2 separate regions of the Zea mays genome follow, and region 1 is linked to region 2. A link is a contact called in public Hi-C data. All regions are on one chromosome and are shown on one strand. Each heading gives the region's core, a stretch centred on a gene start, on an enhancer-like site or on the middle of the called end of the contact. The rest is flanking DNA. Distances are from core to core; before and after follow the strand shown. Region 1 holds the start of LOC100277486. Region 2 holds the start of LOC100304368 (Thioredoxin domain-containing protein PLP3B).

Region 1 (3,718 bases), core at 180-2,679, 840 kb after region 2:
GTTCATTCTGTGAATTTGTGATCTATCCATGGGATGGCATTGGGCAGAAAAGTAACATTGTACCAGGTTGGAGGCCAGGGCTTAAATCCCATGTAAAGAAAAATCCACATTAGAATATTCTGCATTAAGCTAACTGCCATGTTATATTTAGAAATACATAATCCATGTATGAATGAAGGTAGCCCCCAATTCTTTCTAATGTAGAGGGGACTGTTCACCATTCAGTTTATTTTGGAAACCAAGGCTAAGACAATAAATAACTCATTATATGCCACTGCCCCAGTTTCCTCTTCACCATGAAAGAGCAAATAAAATCTGCCCACACATTTGCAGTGGGACAAGGTACCAATATATCAAACTTAAAGCAATGCCGAAACCAGGCACACCAACACGTTGAATGGTTGTGATCAAAAGGAGAAACCTATAAAGGGAATACAATAAGATTTTGTGTGTTGGTTGCTCTGATCCATGCATAATGCACCATTTGAGGTAATTAGTAATAACAGAAGTGCGAGCAGCTTGTGGCATATACTTTCGAGCATCACGGGTATCTTGTATGTGCCCACGCATACTGTAACAGAAGAACTGCAAGTTATAGATGTTCCCTTCAATTTACCAGTTATACTTTGGTTTGCACATCCCATTATTCTATCACCATGTTATTCTATTCTGGAACCATTTATTTCACAACAGATAATACCTTATTAAGGTACACAGTTCCCAAATGAATCATTGAAGAATGGAGGGGAAAGACTGCGTTGACATGTTTTTGCCAGAAAAAAAACTGCAGGAAAAGGTCATACCATAATCCTTCATGAACTTCTTATGGCGATCATAGGCATTGAGCCCGCGGATGTGCGATTGGTACTGCCTGCATCCATCAAAACCCACGTTCAGCTTATTGAGACCACAGTCAGCACAAACACCGGAAGAGTATACTGAAGTAAGAGCCCGTGATTCCCGCCTTCAATTACTGCACTAGCCTACACTAACTAGTAACTACTGCAAAGCAATTGCAGACAGATAAGTAAACTATTGGGGTTCGTGGACCCAGTAATAGTTTTACATTTTTCAACGGTTGAGGCCCAAAGAGTGCTGGAACCATATAAAATATAGCTCTTCAACAGCCGTGATAGAGGCTAGGGTTTCTCTATCCAGATTGAGCCGCAGGAATCTACCTAAGAAACAAACGCACCAAAAGATACACGAAAGGCTTACATCTTCCTCTCCTCCCTATCGAAGATGGCGGATTTGAGCCGCCCTAGCGACGCCATCGCAATCGCTCGCCCGCCCGCTGCGCGTCAGCCTCGCCCCACCCCTGGGCAGCCGCGAAGGGCGCTGGAGCACCAGCTCCGGCCGCCGCACCGCTAGGATCTGCGCCGGGTTTTTGGGGGCGGCTGGGAATCGAGCGCCTGGTGCGGCGGCGTCGGTCAGGTCGTGGCGCACCTCCCGGGCCTGGCCTGACCGCCTGAGCGTAGTGGAGGCAGAAGAAGGACGGGACTAGGTGGCCCGTGGGCCGGAGCCTGGTGTTACCACGCTTAATGCCTGATGCGTCCGGTGTGGCCCATTTTGGCCCACTTTGTGATGTTTGATGTAGAGACTAGAGAGTCGGTTGGTGGAGGACTGGGTCAAAATGTTGTATCGTGTAGAACATATGTTTTCCGTTCTTTTTTCTGGCACTACCAGAGACGAAAATTAAATATATCTGCTATATATAACATTCAACTAAATTCATCAAATAAATTGTATTCAAACTTAACACACTATAAAAAAACAACAGTTTAAATCACTAGATAAATTTATCTCTCTTACTCAAATCTAATAGGCAATATTATTTAAATCATTTATCGTCTTTCGTCCCTCCTCTTCCGCTACAGCGTCCCTCCCTCCCACTCCTCTCACTCACGTCGTCGTCACCATCGACTCCTCTCCTTCCCTCCTGAAATCGTAGCATTAACACAGTATATAATATACTTGTTATATAAAATAAAAAAAGTCTATTAAGGACATTTGGTTAGAACATATAAGCGGACTAGTAAATTGTTGGCGATATAAGGTGACGATATGTTCACATAGATATAGAAGATTGCTGATACGATCATACAAATATATAGAAATGGTTAGTGATAGCAATGGGTACCCGATACCCGATGGGTAAAAACTATATTAGGACATGGTTATGGCAAATTTTGATACACATGGTTATTTTATTGGGTCATTTGTTATACTAATCGAATATAGTGGGCATGAGTATGTTCTCTCTTGCCTTATAACCGCTACCCGATAGAAAACTCGCTAGCATATGACATGTGGGTTTGGATTAAGGGACTTATTCTCTCTCATGCATAGGCTTGTATGGTATTGCCATTTAATGCTAAATGTTGTTGACCACTTGATAAAATTATGTTGGGTTCAATAAATTTATCATGGTAACATAAGATAATATGTTATTTTGGCATCTTTCAACATTGATAAGGTATGAGGTTTCAACATTTTGTATTTGGTAGTTACTTTTGCGATTCAAAATGATCTTGTGTACTATAATGTTACTGAGTATGGATACCCGCTACCCATATTGGGTAGGGTATAGCGTAATTTTGTACCTATGATGGATAGTGGGTATAGGTACGAGGCATTTTTTCTATAGTGGATATGTGTATGGCTTTGTGTCCTATTTAGGTACCTTACCCATTGCCATCCCTAGAAATGGTAATATAATCGTTAAGCAACCATGAGAAATGTGACCAATGGCATGGATTGACTTTGTCTGAAAGCATAAGGAAGCAGTAAAATAGCACGTTTGCTTAGCTTTAATTCGTACTGATTTCTACTGCTTTTACAATGTTTTGTCTTTCGATTGCAGCTGCAACAGTCTAAACAACTAGCTTTAATTTGAAGTGAATAACCTCAAAGATGATAACACGCATGGTCTGGTTCCCTCTCAGCTTTTGTGTAAGGTTCTTTCTTCTCTTTAACTAGGTGGATGCCCGTGCGTTGCAACGGAAACACATAATAACCTAACGTAGTCTGAAACAGATATAGAGCTGCAAAGATGGGTCCAAGAAATGAGGCGAACATAGATCCAAATTTCCTAAGATAGTGAAAATGACACATGATTATTATAGAAAAACATAAGTATTCACATTCTAAGATATAAAATAACATAAGAGTGGAACGAGGGCGTCCATACTGTCCGTTTCGTGGGCCTCGCTCCTGCCGCTCAAGCACGAAAGAAGCCTCGGCGTCGCGTTCTGGCCCTCGACGCCATCCGCGATATGACCTCTCTATAATATATTTTGGCTTCTGTCATGATCGGCGCTTCGTTTTATCTTTAATTTTCTGTAGTAGCTGATTATAATGTAATATTATTTATAAATTTATCATACTTAAATATCCATGATACTTATTTGGTATCATAATTAGTATTATTTTATTATATAAATTTAATCATACTTAAAACTACTTTGATCTCTCTAAAAAATATAATTATTTAAACCGTTTTGGAACATAGAATTTGGGACGGAGTATATCGCTGCACGCTAGTTTATCTGTACAAGGCAATATGCAATTGTACAGCGCTGTACAGACTTTTATTATACAGACAGAGTAAAGAGTGCAATACAACATCCGTCATCACACACACGGGTTAAGCTCGGGCGCTCGGTGGCACCATGTCTGCAGCACAAGGATTGGACACCATGACTGAGCAGCTGCTGAG
Region 2 (3,776 bases), core at 1,178-3,677:
ACGGCTCTGGATCTGGGGGCATGCTGCCTATCCACTGCTGCTCCCTTGTGGAACACTGATGTTTACTTGTACACAACTACAAGTACACATGCATGTACACCGTGCTCGTCATATATTCTCACAGGTGGTTGTACCAACATTTGTTCAATTTCAGGATGTGTGCAGATTGCCATCTACCTGGCACGTTATGCATGTGGACTGACTGCACCACCTGCTTCGAAGGTTGTGCTACCACAGCTGGCGAGTGTGGTGGTTGCTTGGGAGGTGCTGGGGAAGCTGGGCTACCTCTGCTTCTCATCATGGGGGTTATTGTGCTTGGGCTTTTCACGGTCATCGGCATATTCTACAGTGTCCTGGTCGCGACAATGGTTGGCCAGCGGATCTGGCAGCGGCATTATCACATTCTTGCAAAACGAATGCTAACCAAGGTGAGTGTGAGCGCTACCGTGTATTCATTATCACATTCTGTCTCACCTAGAGATGGCAATGGGTACCCGCGACCCGATACCCGATGGGTATTTACTCCATTAGGGTATGTATGTGGGCTAAATATTCTACCCGTGGGTCTGTTATTGGGCAAAAATCTTCACCCAATGGGTAAACGGGTATTAGAACGTTCCGCCTTCACCCATACCCGTTAACCCGTGGGTATAAAATACCCAATATAAACTTAGCCCAAGCATGAACTTTGACTTTAGTCATCCATCTTTTTTACTATTTAACAACCTTTTAGGCCATGATGTCATAGAAGACTTAACGACAATTTAATGACCATGTAATGGAACATGTAATATGCTATGTAGTACTATCCTAGTGTTACTACTTTATCCAATTATCTTTGGTGTGTTGAATGGATGGTTAAATGATGCTAGAAATTTTGTAATGGTATTTAGATGGATATACTTGACATTTTTATCATACAATATTTTGGTAGATGTTTAGCTTTTGTGGGTACGGGTGACCCGATGGGTGACCCATACCCACATGGGTATGGGTATGGGGGTAAATCCATACCCGCCAGTGTATATGGGTGACCCGATGGGGTTATTTTTGTGTCGTGGGTATGAGTATGGGGTTGTAATACCCGGTGGGTATTTACCCATTGCTGTCATGGTGGTGTATTCATGTTTGCTGTCATACGTCCAGGAGTATGTCGTAGAGGATGTCGATGGCGAGCGCACAGACTGGTGTCCGCCGCCGCTCCCTGCAGAGCACATCAGCCAGCTGAGGTCTCTGGGGCTTCTATAATAGCTAGGGTACTCGGCGTGGCATTACCCTACCCAGCTGTACAGGAGGCGATACAAAAGCAGGAAGTCAGGCATACTGCGTTGAAATGTGGCAATATTGATATCTTCTTTTTTTGTACATTGTAATGGCAACAGTTTCTTCCTGACAACCAAAAAGTTTTATACCAAGTGAAATCACGTACTTTACGAAGTCTGCGTGGCTTCTCACCTCTCCAAGTGACTTTGTCATGTTTAAATTCGCGTATCAGCCTATCGGCCTATCCTCCCTCATTCAGAATAACAATTGACAACGGGGATTCATCGAATTCTATACTCCAAAAATATTGACGTTCAAATATTAAAATTTTAAAATAGCTGTTTTTCAATATACCTTTTCTTTTCTTTTCTTTTTTTCTAATATATTTCTATGTTTTGTCTACCATATATCTTTACTGTGCTAAAGTCAACAAATATTATGGGCTCGAGAGAGTAAGGGCAGCTCCAACCAAACCCTCAAATTTTAATCACTATAGTTTGATATAGGATAAAACTAACTTCTTTATATTTTAGATAGTATATAACTCATGCTAATGATACGATTCTAAGGAGGGGCAGGCGGTTCTAACGCTATGATTCTCATGAGGCGTTGATGACGACAATGCGAGAGGAGTTGACGGCGGTGATGACACGAGAGAGATGAGAATGCTAGGGGCTGGGGGCTGGGCATGAGGGAGATGTGGATGCTAGGGGCGGAGGGGGGAGGGTCGCGGGAGAGATGATGAATGATATAAATAATATTATTAAATTTAAGTGAGTAAGAGAGAGTTATCCAGCTATCTAAATCGTTTGTTTTGATGATGTGTTAAGTTTGGATGCAATTTAGTTAGTGGTTTAGTGGAGGTTTTGTGTGGAGGTGATTTGGTTGAGTGAGTTTCGTAAAATATAAACATATGGATTATATAGTGGCATATAGAAAAGAGAACGAAATTATTCAGCCGTCCGATTTCTTTCCCCAAAAAGTAGAAAACTGTAAAGATTTATCACTTACAAAGTTACAAGGCGAACTGCCCAGGTTCTTTCAATTCAACTTCGGAAGCGGGCCTGTTGGGCTTAATACTTCGGTCTGGTGGGCCCATTTCCAGCGACTTGAAGAGCTTGCCAGCCACCGAGGCCTAGCTCACTTCGCTTCGCTTTTCCTTCACGAAAACAGAGCAAATCCGGCGAGCCGGTGCGGCGGCGGAGGGAGACGCCTGCTCGAGAAGGAGCATTAGCAGGAGGCAGCGGAGATGGATCCGGACGCAGTGAAGTCGACGCTCTCTAACCTTGCCTTCGGCAACGTCATCGCCGCCGCCGCCCGCGACCTCCAGAAGGTGACCGACTTCTTCCCCAATATTCCGGCGCCGCCTTACGCTGCCGCAGCTCTGCCTTTGATACCGCTATTGGATCGCGGAGTTTGACTAGGAGGTGGCTAGTGCCCGCGCGCAGGATCTCAGGGCTGGCGTGCGCGTACGCGGAGTTTGATTCAGACTAGGTTTTCTGGTCGGAATATTAGCTACTGACTACGCCCCGGAGGTGCTGAATTGCACCTCTGGGAACGCTTGCATGTTTGCTCGAGTGTCAGGACCTGGTTGCTAGTTCGAATGTAATGTGGTGTTGTGTTCGAGAGTGTAGTGGGGATGTGATCCATGGGAGTAATGGAATGGGCACGATCAATCCAGAACCTATTGCGTTTCAGGCGTTCGATAGAGTGATGGTGCTTGGTGCACAAGTACTTCTCGTGAACAAACTATGATGGCTCTGTGCAAACGAGTTTTGTGTAGCTGGATGTACTGGATTTTGTGCGGTGCGGAGTGGAGTGTGCTTCGGGAATAAGTAACTGAATTTTCCTCTCTCTTGGGATGAGAGTTGTATCGCGAGCCGGGTATTCAAATAACTCTTCTTGAGTTCTCGATCCGCTAAAGAAGATCTTATAGGTACATGTGACACTTTGCATTGTCTCAGGTGGTTTGTGTATGGCAGTGGTTTTTTAGTTAAAGGCCTTATTTCAGCAGTGAGCATGAGCTAGGAATTGTTTGAAATTGATAAAATTTAGAACTCCTAGCTTGTTGGAGGACCATGGACAAAAAAAAAAAAAAAAGAAGACAGATCCATGCTAGCGGCTCCCACATGAGTGTGGTATGGGGAAGGAATAACCAAGGCAAGCCTTACTTCTGAGGCTGCGTCGAACCTAGGACCTTTAGGCTCAGTGTAAAGGCTTCTCACCACTGTCACCATGGATTGGTAAAATTTAAGTTTTTTTGTATGCTATATGGCAAAAGATGGATTGATTGACTCCTGCATACAGCATTGCCTGACTATCATGGAAAAATCATTTATCAATTTTGTTTTTTTGGACATTTTTTGTTGATCCTGTGAACCCGCATTAATTCTTTGTTTGTTGTATCATTGCTTTGTTTCCGTCATTTTACAGTGGTTGGCAGACTCCCCATCTTGTTTCTACCATTTTCAGTAGTTTTTACATTCCATTATGGTATAGATATTAAATGTTTC

The links. A called contact is a pair of places that touch in the nucleus more often than the background predicts.
Region 1: a contact with region 2 is called in a Hi-C map of ear, with 3 times the contacts expected there. The contact joins the promoter of LOC100277486 here to the promoter of LOC100304368 in region 2. A contact is called at or near these places in 2 of 25 Hi-C or Micro-C datasets (ear and tassel).

Annotation. Positions count from the first base shown.
Region 1 is chr2:236,085,235-236,088,952 of Zm-B73-REFERENCE-NAM-5.0, forward strand. It overlaps LOC100277486, which reads right to left and starts at 1,430. Exons shown (of 11, transcript NM_001365993.1): 1 at 1,219-1,430; 2 at 804-871. The coding sequence starts at 1,274.
Region 2 is chr2:235,241,675-235,245,450 of Zm-B73-REFERENCE-NAM-5.0, forward strand. It overlaps LOC100304368 (Thioredoxin domain-containing protein PLP3B), which reads left to right and starts at 2,428. Exons shown (of 8, transcript NM_001165806.1): 1 at 2,428-2,596. The coding sequence starts at 2,513. It overlaps LOC100282791, which reads left to right. Exons shown (of 7, transcript NM_001155697.2): 6 at 155-428; 7 at 1,147-1,475. The coding sequence ends at 1,248.